Regions from separate parts of the Mus musculus genome. Here region 2 is linked to region 1. Evidence: chromatin contacts called from public ChIA-PET data. All regions are on one chromosome and are shown on one strand. Each heading gives the region's core, a stretch centred on a gene start, on an enhancer-like site or on the middle of the called end of the contact. The rest is flanking DNA. Distances are from core to core; before and after follow the strand shown.

The links. ChIA-PET counts read pairs in DNA pulled down with a chosen protein or histone mark.
Region 2: a contact with region 1 is called in an RNA polymerase II ChIA-PET map of memory CD8 T cells, with 13 read pairs. The contact joins two enhancer-like sites. A contact is called at or near these places in 1 of 15 datasets of contacts at CTCF or cohesin (the NIH/3T3 cell line), 2 of 484 Hi-C or Micro-C datasets (group 2 innate lymphoid cells and liver) and 1 of 115 datasets of contacts at active chromatin or transcription factors (memory CD8 T cells).

The regions. Positions count from the first base shown.
Region 1 is chr19:57,991,066-57,996,326 of GRCm38.p6, forward strand. The region is part of intron 27 of Atrnl1 (attractin like 1); the gene reads left to right. Among named protein-coding and RNA genes, the nearest start is that of Gm32980, 50 kb to the right of the region's middle. Within about 2 kb of position 3,601, at least 40 of the 459 cell types and tissues checked have an H3K27ac peak or open chromatin away from gene starts, as enhancers often do. A contact at or near this core is called in memory CD8 T cells, where this site is marked.
Region 2 is chr19:58,140,800-58,145,729 of GRCm38.p6, forward strand. No RefSeq gene overlaps it. Among named protein-coding and RNA genes, the nearest start is that of Gm50287, 43 kb to the left of the region's middle. Within about 2 kb of position 3,207, at least 65 of the 459 cell types and tissues checked have an H3K27ac peak or open chromatin away from gene starts, as enhancers often do. A contact at or near this core is called in memory CD8 T cells, where this site is marked.

The DNA.
Region 1 (5,261 bases), core at 2,351-4,850:
ATCCCCAATTCTCCATATGAGACAATCTTTACTTTAGACGTAGTCTTGATCAACTGACCACATATTCCATATTCGCTGAAAATAATTCGCCCTCGGGAACCAAAGCACCCTCCGAGCAAAGTCAGGAACTTGCTGTGGTTCCCGGGGCAGGAGTGTGTGGTGCCTGTGTTTCCGATGTTGTTTGCCCTATACAGGAAAAGTAAGGCCTGTCCTAGCAGTGACCCTTTGTTCTGTGGCCCAGTCCTCAGAATAGCATTGCTTTGCTGAGGGCTATCATGTGGACAAGCCACAGCTTCCCTTCAGATTTATTCCAAAGATCCCTCTGAGAACATTGCTTCGCAGATGATCTCATCTTGCCTCAATAATGTCCCCAATCATCCCATATACAATCCAAATGAGTAATCAGGGGTTATGCAAATGAGACTTTATCATCCTCTGGACCTCTGGCATCCGTAAGGGTCCTTCATTCTCATTGAGTTCAGGCTAGCTATTATCCCCGTCTCCCGAGTGTGCAGTGGAACAATGTCCGTCTTTCTTCCGTACACTGTAGAGTCCAGAACTGCACTCATTTTCCTTCTCTGTTGTTAGGATTAGATGCATCATTCATCTATAATCTGAGCTCCACAATAGCTGCAATCACCGTGTCACTGGCCCCTGAAATGAGTTCTTAGATTCAGCAATCACTGCACTATCAACATATATTAGGTGTAGTATCCAAGTCTTTCTGTTGAGAATATTGCCGATTTTCCTCCTACGGCAGCATGGTGAGTGAGTGGTGAGTGGGATCATAGATGTCTAAATTAACTTCCAGTGCAGCGCCCTGTCCCATTGCTGCCTCCTCACTACATTGGCTGCATTTTACTAGGGACAAGCAGAAGCGCAGATGATCCCGCATATCGTCAGAGCCCTTCCGATAAAGAAGAAGGCGTTATGAGTTAAAATATAATTGTTTTTTTTGTCTTGATTCATCTCATATTTAGCACTCTACATTTTTCCATTATTCCAAAAACGAATTTTAAAAAGATATGTTTCTGTTACATGTTTAAAAGAGATTCTGTTGTTTCTGCTGCTGTTTAGCCTTGAACTTGTGTATTGCATCTATTTGTTAGGTTTAGGTTTAAAAAGGATAAATACAAACATCTAAACCTTCACAAATTATAGCGGAGATATCTGTTTTCAGTTTGAGAAAGTGGTTATTTTAGTGGTGAGTTAATATGATTCTCTAAAAGAATTCTTACTTATTCTTACTAAATTAACCACTTAGAACAAACTTTACCAGGAAGAAAATTATTATGTAATCAATCATGTTCAGATACATAGGAGAACTTTTAAGAAGTACTCTAAAGAAGAGGCTTAAACATTTTTTCACCATTGCCACAAAATAACAATTGACCATTTTGAGTGGTCTGCACTAAGCTGATTGTAAAACGGTCTCTGTGGTAGTCTGAAACAAAAATACAGTGTACAGAGACTGTAACTGACGGCTATTCATTATCTGTGCCCCCACTGACTAGTTTTTGGTCATAGGTTATGCCAAAAGAAATGTCATCTTTTATATATTTTTCTTCGACACAATTGTGTAATAAAGTTATCCTGTATTTGAAGACTTTCGTACCGTTGTGGAAATCAACTGCAGGTTACTGCTATGGCAGAGGTTGGGAGCCTAGCCATGATGACTATTATTATTAATCTGTGTTAGAGTGACCTCATCGCCCTTATGCTATTACCCACAGTGAACGAGACATGGCTACTTTGCACTTTGCAAAAATGACTTTTAAGACACTGAGAGCCCCGTTTGGTTTGGTAACTAGAAGCTTGAGGACCGCTTGGTTTTAACGAGCATGTAGAAAACAGCGGATGAAAAGCAGCCATAACCTCAGAGTCATCTGAAGGTGCACCACAGGCCAGTTGTCAGTACACTCCCGTAACGGCCCACCCACTCGTTCATCAGACCATCGACTGGACAGCGGCTGCTCACTGTCTTTAAGAGGTGCGACCTCCTGCTCCTGTAGGAAACAGAATTAGCTTTAGAATAAAATCAGCATGGGTGGAGAGGAAGAGGAAGATCTCATGGGGTAGAGATTCTTCAAGGGGAAAAAATGTTCTAATGACAGTTGTACAGCTCTGTGTGTGTGTGTGTGTGTGTGTGTGTGTGCTGAACAAATGAATGAGCTATGCATGCATATTTTACATAAGTGAGCTTTACGGTATGAGGATTTAATGGAGGGCTATTGGTGGGAGAAGATAACAATATTATAATGATATTGACCGTAGTACTGCTAATCACCCGGTGATGGGCAGTACTGAAGTTGTCAGCATCAGTTCATGAGATAGTCCTGAGAACACGGGGCCTCTAGGACCTGGAATTAGCATTCGTGCTCCTGAACCTGCAACAATGCTCAAGCCCGGTGATATTCATCCTTCTTTAACTCTGAGTTACAAAAAGTTACACATGTATCAAAAGAGCTTTAGTGCTCTTTGTTATAATAATGTATCACCTAGTAGTTAAATGTATCTTTCCTAAAACCTGAACGTTTTTCTGTCTAACCACAGTACAGCTATCAGCATTGAGAAAATGTCAGTATTGCTACTGTCCACTCCTCAGGTCCCATCCAGGAGTCACCAGTGCTTCAGTCACTGGTAGCCTGTGGTGGTTTGAATAAGAATGATCCCGATAGTAGTTATGTCTTTGAATTCTTAGCCACCAGGGAGTGGAACTCTTCAAAAGGATTAGAAGGAATAGGAGGTGTGGCCTTGTTGGAGGAAGTATGTTGCCTGTGGTGGGCTTTGAGGTTTCAAAAACCCATGCTAGGCCCAGACTTGCTTTCCCCTCTGCCTATGGATGAAGATGTAGCTCCCAACTAACATTCTATCACCTGCCAGCATGCAGCCATGCCTCCTGCCATGGGGATAAGGGACTAAACCCCGGAAACTGTAAGCAAGACCCCATTAATTAAATACTTTATCTTATCATGATGTCTCTTCACACAGTGGAGCACTGACCAGAGACACGGCCTATGTCTAGTGTAAAACCCCGGGCTGTTTCCGTTTTCTTTAAACAGTTTCTCAATCTTTCCTTGACTATGCTTGACCCTCGGTGGAGATCATTTTACAGTGCATTTTGGAGTCTCCCTCCATTTGGATCTATCCAATGTCTCTTCCTGATCAACACCAGCTATTTATTGTCATTATCAATGGCAATATCTGCTTTGCAATCAGTCTTAGGCCTTGTTCTTCTCACTGCATCCTCTCTCAGATTTGAGAGTCCTTTCTACAGGCCTCCGGGGTCTGTGGGCGTGGCCTTGTGGTGAGTGTCCTTTCTACAGGCATCCGGTGGTCTGTGGACGTGGCCTTGTGGTGAGTGTCCTTTCTACAGGCCTCCGGGGTCTGTGGGCGTGGCCTTGTGGTGAGTGTCCTTTCTACAGGCATCCGGTGGTCTGTGGGCGTGGCCTTGTGGTGAGTGTCCTTTCTACAGGCATCCGGTGGTCTGTGGGCGTGGCCTTGTGGTGAGTGTCCTTTCTACAGGCATCCGGTGGTCTGTGGACGTGGCCTTGTGTGGCATGAGGAGTTGCAGTCTTGTTTGTATTTTTCTGCCCTCACCATTTTTTCCCTCAGAGTTGTGGTTCCTTTCATGTAGAGTTACATGTAGAGGCTGCAGTCTCTTTGGGCCTGTTTGTGGCTGTCACGGTGTGACTTTTCCCAGGCTTCTCAGGACGTGCGTGTGATCTTTATTTTTCTGTATATTGAAGATTGCAAGTGTCCACTAAAAGCTTCAAGTCTGGGTTTCCATGCTCCTTTCTTCCCTTCCAAGTTTATGACTCTTCTCTAAGTAGATGAGGCACCTACTTTCCACCATCCTTAAGAGGGTTACTCTATGAATTTTGTTTTGTTTCTTTTATACAACAAGTCTCCTGCCTCACCTGCTCCCCATTCCTAGTGCGGATTCCTTTCTCCCCTCCCAACTTGGTCCTCAGCGCCATAGCTGGGCTGGCTCCTGGCCATGGGCTGCTCACCCTGCTGATGCTGCCTCACTGTGTGCTATGCCGTTTCCACACCTGAGCCTCCCCCCTCCCCCCACTCTACCTGGGTACCGGACCCTCTAGGCAGGGTTACCACCGCTGTGTGCACTTGCTTTTCCCACTCGGGCTCAGGCGGGGTCCCCACACCTGCCACATCTGAAACACCAGGCCATGCAGCCTCTCTGTATATGTCTTCCCTACCATGCTTGGGACTGCCCTATACTGCGCCAACATGTCTGTCCCCTTCCTGAATAGCTCTACACTCCTCCTGAATATGGGTGGATTCTGACTCCACTGCATCCTAGATGACCCGTTTAGGCACATTTTGACTCCCCTTTTGCCTCAGATGTAGATAGGTCCCTTGCTCTGCTCACCCCCTCGCCCAAATGTCTTTAGAACAAAGTACTCAGCAAAGGAAAGGGAAGCAAGAGAAAGAGAAAGAGAAAGGAGAGCCAACGATGTCTTAGCTTGCCTTGTCTTTGTCACCTACTTGGCTGACACTTGTGAGTGAAGAGGCCACATTTTCCCTCCACCCTTTGTCATCTCCTAAGAGTGTCTGACACAAAGGAGGAACTCAGTAAATACTTACTAACCTAGCATCAGCCAGGCAGAAAGTAAGAACTTAACATAGTCCCAGACTTCACAGGTGAAATCTTTTGCCCTTCATTCCCATAGAGGATAGGTATCAACAGCAGAGCAGCCAGCTGTCCCCCCAAAGAGGATGCGCTTGTAAAGGAATCCAACAAAGGGACCTTTCACCGTACAGCCTGCATGGAGCCTTCTACAGACGTCATGCTGATCATGGGGACAGAGCTGTGGATTTATTTTCAAGTCATAAGCTTGAGAATAGCGACATAAAATACACAGCGCTTACCTCTTAGTATCGTAGATCAGAACTACGCCCTATTTGAGAAGCACAGTTGAGTACATTAGCTTCTATATATGCTCAGTCTTATAGCCATTCCCAAAAGTGATTACAGAAGACGATGCCTCAAGAAGTATTATATCACAATAGCCAATCAGGAGCAGGGATTATATCAATAGAAGCAGTCAAGGTAAAGAGTCCTCTAATTTTGAGGCTCCTGCTCTTAGTTCTTGCTATTGGCAGGGACTAACTTTCATCTGCTTGTCTCCTTCCTGAGAATTTTGTTCATCTCTCCAAGATTAACAACTACACAAGATCACCTATATAGTTTATGGGGCATGGTGAAAATGAAAATTTACAGCTACTTACCCAAAAAG
Region 2 (4,930 bases), core at 1,957-4,456, 150 kb after region 1:
GAGATTGTCGAATGGCGTGTGTTATATCACACAGCTCACTTCTTTCTTGGGCATCTGTGAGCACATGGTGGGCCTTAATTTCTTCCATGTAAAAGCCTGTTTACATCCAAACTTCATGTTTCTCTTAATAGAGGGTCTATTTTAAAATAAATTTTAAAACAAAAAAAATGTATTTATAACTACATCTAGTGCTCTTTTATTGTATGGGGCAAAATGGTGACTTTTCACATGTAAGAACAGCACAAGACACATTAGAGATGAAATTCAAGGCATTCTTTTCATCCCATGGACTCAGTCACCAAATGGCTGCTCATGATTCCAGAAAAGTCAAATTGCATCACACAGAAACGGTCAAGAGCTAGCAATTACATCACAGCATGATCAGATGCTGGCTTTTATTAAAAAGGTGATATCACTAGGTGACTTTACCTTCAGACATCATATTCAACGTGCTAAGGTTACAGTCACAGTCATTCTTAGCTAATGACCAGGTCTAGTCTCATTGTCATGTTCTCCAATCAACGTGACTTTACATAAGCCAGTTATGTGAAATCGAGGCGGTCCCCCCTCCTCCATCTCTTTATCCTGAATATAGAAAAATCTCAGCAAATATCCCAGAAGTCTCACCACTCAAAACCTTACTGTTTCATTTCCAAGTAAGTGGGAAAATAGGCTTTTTATTTTTCATAAAACAGTTTCTTAAACAACGGCATCTATCAGAGTGAACTACAGCACAGGGTTACTTGTTAAGCAAAGCCTGGGCCCTCTTGTTGTTTCTGATCTAGAAAGTCAGTAAGAATTTTCATGTTGACAAGTCCTAAGACGATATTGGACGGTGAGGGATAGGGCGTCCCAACTGGGGACTCCTTAGGAGCAACTTGGGATGGAGGAGCTATGACTGAAACGCAGCACCAGATACTCTGCAACTCTGAACAGACCACAGAGTAGAGTCTCCAGGTCCCACAAGATTGTGGCCTCCAAGGTGGTTTTCTGGCTTTGGTGGGCGGGGCCTAGAAGGTAGACTGGGTAACATGGACAGTATTAATGCCTGTGCTTTTTATTTTTATGTGTTTGTTTATTCCTTTTTTTTTTTTGACACAGGATCTCATAGAACACAGACTGACTCCTGAGCTTATAGCCATGAGCTGTCACACCTCACTGTTACCTAAATTTTAATTGATAAATACCCACCTGAAGGTCTCTGCAGGAGTTATAAATGTTTGAAAATAAACTTTTACAAGGACACATGTCATGGTCTGCCTGTGCTAATGAGGCACGCCAGAAGCCAACTGTTCCTAAATCAGGTAGAGTAGTGTGGGGCTCTGTGGTTTTGATAAAGGCCCTGGTTAATTCTTTATTTAGGGCAACAGAAGTTCACCTTTCACTGTGCTGACTGACCAGCCTGAAGCATCAACTACACACACAACAGTGTGGGCCCATTTACTTCCATACATTGATGTGTAGCCTCTGAATGGTGGATGAGGGAACACAAGCTGCTGTTCTCAAAACGGACAAGAAACAACTTTGGAGAACTTTACCCAGGTATTTCCTTCCTTTATGCTGCCTACGTTGATCTTCCAAAAAATGGAGTCCATTCATAACACAGCTGATGCACTTCACCCAGCCATTCCTGGTCATGTGACATAATGGCCTTGGGGGACATGAACTGGTCCTGGCAGCTCTTAGCTGTGTAGTCACTACACCCCCTGGGATAAGTTCCATTAGGACTTGCTTTTGTCCTGGCAAATGCTATTGCCTTCTAATTTGAGGCTATTTTTGAGTACTTGGTGGGTTCTTTTTTTCTTCCACCCTTCTCTACCCCCTTCTTCCACCCTTTCAACCCCCTAACAGTAGGCAGGAAAGGAAAAAGGATAGAACAGAAAGAGGGTTTCGATATTGACAGACTACTTCCTGCTGATTAGGAGCATTGAATTCCTAGGAGCAAGTTAGATCTTCACCATCAGGATATCTAATTTCTCCTTGTTGTTTCTTCTTTGTGCATGGCTACTTAACAAACTGCAACCAACTGCAACCAACCACCAACTGGCCAACAGTCCCTTCTATCAGGGCCCTAGCATTTATATATACTGTGAAAAGTCCCCAGAATTCCAAACTTGACAATCTCAGAAACTATCTGCAGCTGGCTGGCAAAACCACACCCCTGCTAGAGCACGAGGCAAATCAGAGTCAACTGCTATGGGTAATCTGAAGCAGCTCCATAGCCCACACCTGGATTTAAAATGAAAACACATTCTTATAATATTTCTGTGTTTTTAAAGAAACCAAAATTCTCACTAAGAGAAGCCTAAGCTTGCATGGCAACCAAGAGGCAGATATGAAATGCTTGCCAAACAGACCTTTCACACTATGGAAGGAAAATGTCATCAACTTTGGCCACTGTCCTCTAAGTAGATGTCCCAATGACAGGGACAGTTTCAGTCAAAGTCATACTTTCCCATACTTAATAAGTAATGTTTTTGTTACTTTTCCATTGCTGTGAAGACACATCATGATCAAAGCAGCTAATAATGAAAACATTTAATTGGGGACTTGCTTACATTTCAGAGGGTGAGTCCACAACAGCCACGGCAGGGAGTATGGCAGGAGGCAGGCATGGTCCTGGAGCAGTAGCTTAGAGCTTACTTCTGTCTTATCCACAAGTTGAAGGGAGGGGAGAGAGAGAGAGAGAGAGAGGGAGAGGGAGAGGGAGAGGGAGAGGGAGAGGGAGAGGGAGAGGGAGAGGGAGAGGGAGAGGGAGAGGGAGAGGGAGAGGGAGAGGGAGAGGGAGAGGGAGAGGGAGAGGGAGAGGGAGAGGGAGAGGGAGAGGGAGAGAATTGGAAATGACATCTGCTTTTGCAACCTTCAAGCCCACCCAATTGACACACCTCTTCAGACAAACCAATCATTCTAGTTCTTCCCAAGCAGTTCCACCAACCAGGGACCAAGCACTCAAATGTACGAGCCTGTGGGGGCCATTTTTAGTCTTTTTCACTAGTCCTGGCTCCCCCATAACAAGGGGACAAGCTCAATTCTTCAGCTCCAAGCAACCCTAAGATGTCCAGATGCCCAGCCTGCTTCATCACAATGGTTATCAGCAGTAACATCAGATCTAATCTCATTGGATCATTGAGCAAGTGACAGAGTAGAAAGCAGCTCTGGCAATTACAAGTCCCACACTAACAGGATGTGGTCACACTGTTCATATCCTGCTCAGCTGGGACTTACACATCTCTAGACTCGGAGCTCAACGCAGAGCAGAAGTTCACGGGGGATGGAACTGTTGCAGAGACCCTCTATCTGCTTTACTACTCTGCCTACATCATGTTGTTAAGCATAGATGGTCCAGTTGCCTTACCTCATCTCTCAGCTTTGGAGGAGCAAAGCCCCAGTGTATCGTGGGTGCCTCGGGACATTTGCACCACATCACATCATACCACAGGCTGCTGGGAGAGGTACAGGTTGCCTTCTGGATTACTGGCAAGGCAATACAAACACTATCTGAGCGCCTATTCTTTAGGCAGATCCCATGATGCCAGAGAACATGGTAGTCAGCTAGCGCTCTCTCCCCTCCCTCTCCCTCCTCCTCTCCCTCTCCCTCCCCCTCTCCCTCCCTCTCCCTCCCCCTCCCCTCTCCCCTCTCCCCCCCTATCTCTCTCGTGTGTGTGTGTGTGTATGTGTGTGTGTGTGTGTGTGTGTGTGTGTGTGTGTGTGTGTATGTGCCTAAGCATGTGCTCAGGTACGTGAATGCTAGAGGTCAACGTTGGGTGTCTTCCTCAGTCACCTTCCACCATATTATTTGTAGACACACCCATACTGGCTTCTCGCTGGAATTCGCCAAGTAGGCTAGGCTTGCTGGCCATTGAGTGCTAAACGTCTGCTTGTCTGGTATTCCCAGCTCTAGAATTACTGGTACTTGTCACCAGGCCTGGCTTATCTCTGTGTAGGATTCAGGGTGTAGGTAGCTCCATCTGCCTGGGTCTATACCTAGTGATGATGGTATTGTGCTTGTCTGACTTGGCCTCCCATATCCATAAGAGCAACTCTCATGAGCTGAATAAAACCTGTCAGCTCGCTTCAGCTAAAGACACTGCCACATTCACAAGGCTTCAGTCTGTACTTGGGACCCTCTCAATGGCACTGAGGTGGGCCGCACAGCATACCAACAGAGAGTGAAGCAGACGCTCTGTGTTGCCGCCTTCCTTCCTAACAGAGAAATCTCATAGACACATCAAATGTATTTCGTTTGCAGCTCCCCATATCCTGGGTTTTTACTTTATTTCTTAGTGGGGCTTAACTTCCAGCCATCAGGATAACTTTGTTTAACTGTTTCACTATGCTGTTTTAACCTCTAAAAGAACCTTATGAAATACATTCTTTACTTAGAATAGAGAAGTAGATGTAGAAAATTCATGGATTATTGGTCATCAAAGATCCTGAATCAGCCCTGCTAGTTATATGGGGTGTGGAGTCGGGAATGCTAATGCCTTTTAAACTCTGGCTCCTAAAACTATTATTAACTATGTTTGTGGTGTCCAGCTCTCAGAATCTCTCTCTCTCTCTCTCTCTCTCTCTCTCTCTCTCTCTCTCTCTCTCTGTGTGTGTGTGTGTGTGTGTGTGTGGTGGATCTTGCAGTTGTTACCATGAAGCAGAATGTAACCATTTTTTTTCCATCTGGGACTTAGCTAAAGGGTAAGTCACTACCAGGGAAGGCTTTAACCTTTTACAAATTCGCAAACACAGGTAACTGGCTGATGTGTTTGTATGCGGTGCACAGATACATTGACCTAGATACATCTCTAAAATTAATTTACCGGTGCTGCAACGGGGCCTCGCTAACACTCCAACAAGTGCTTATTGCTTTACTGGTGAGCATGAGCCCTGAGGGCCTGCTGTTTGATGGTGGTGACAGCTCTGTATGATGTAGGCGCCG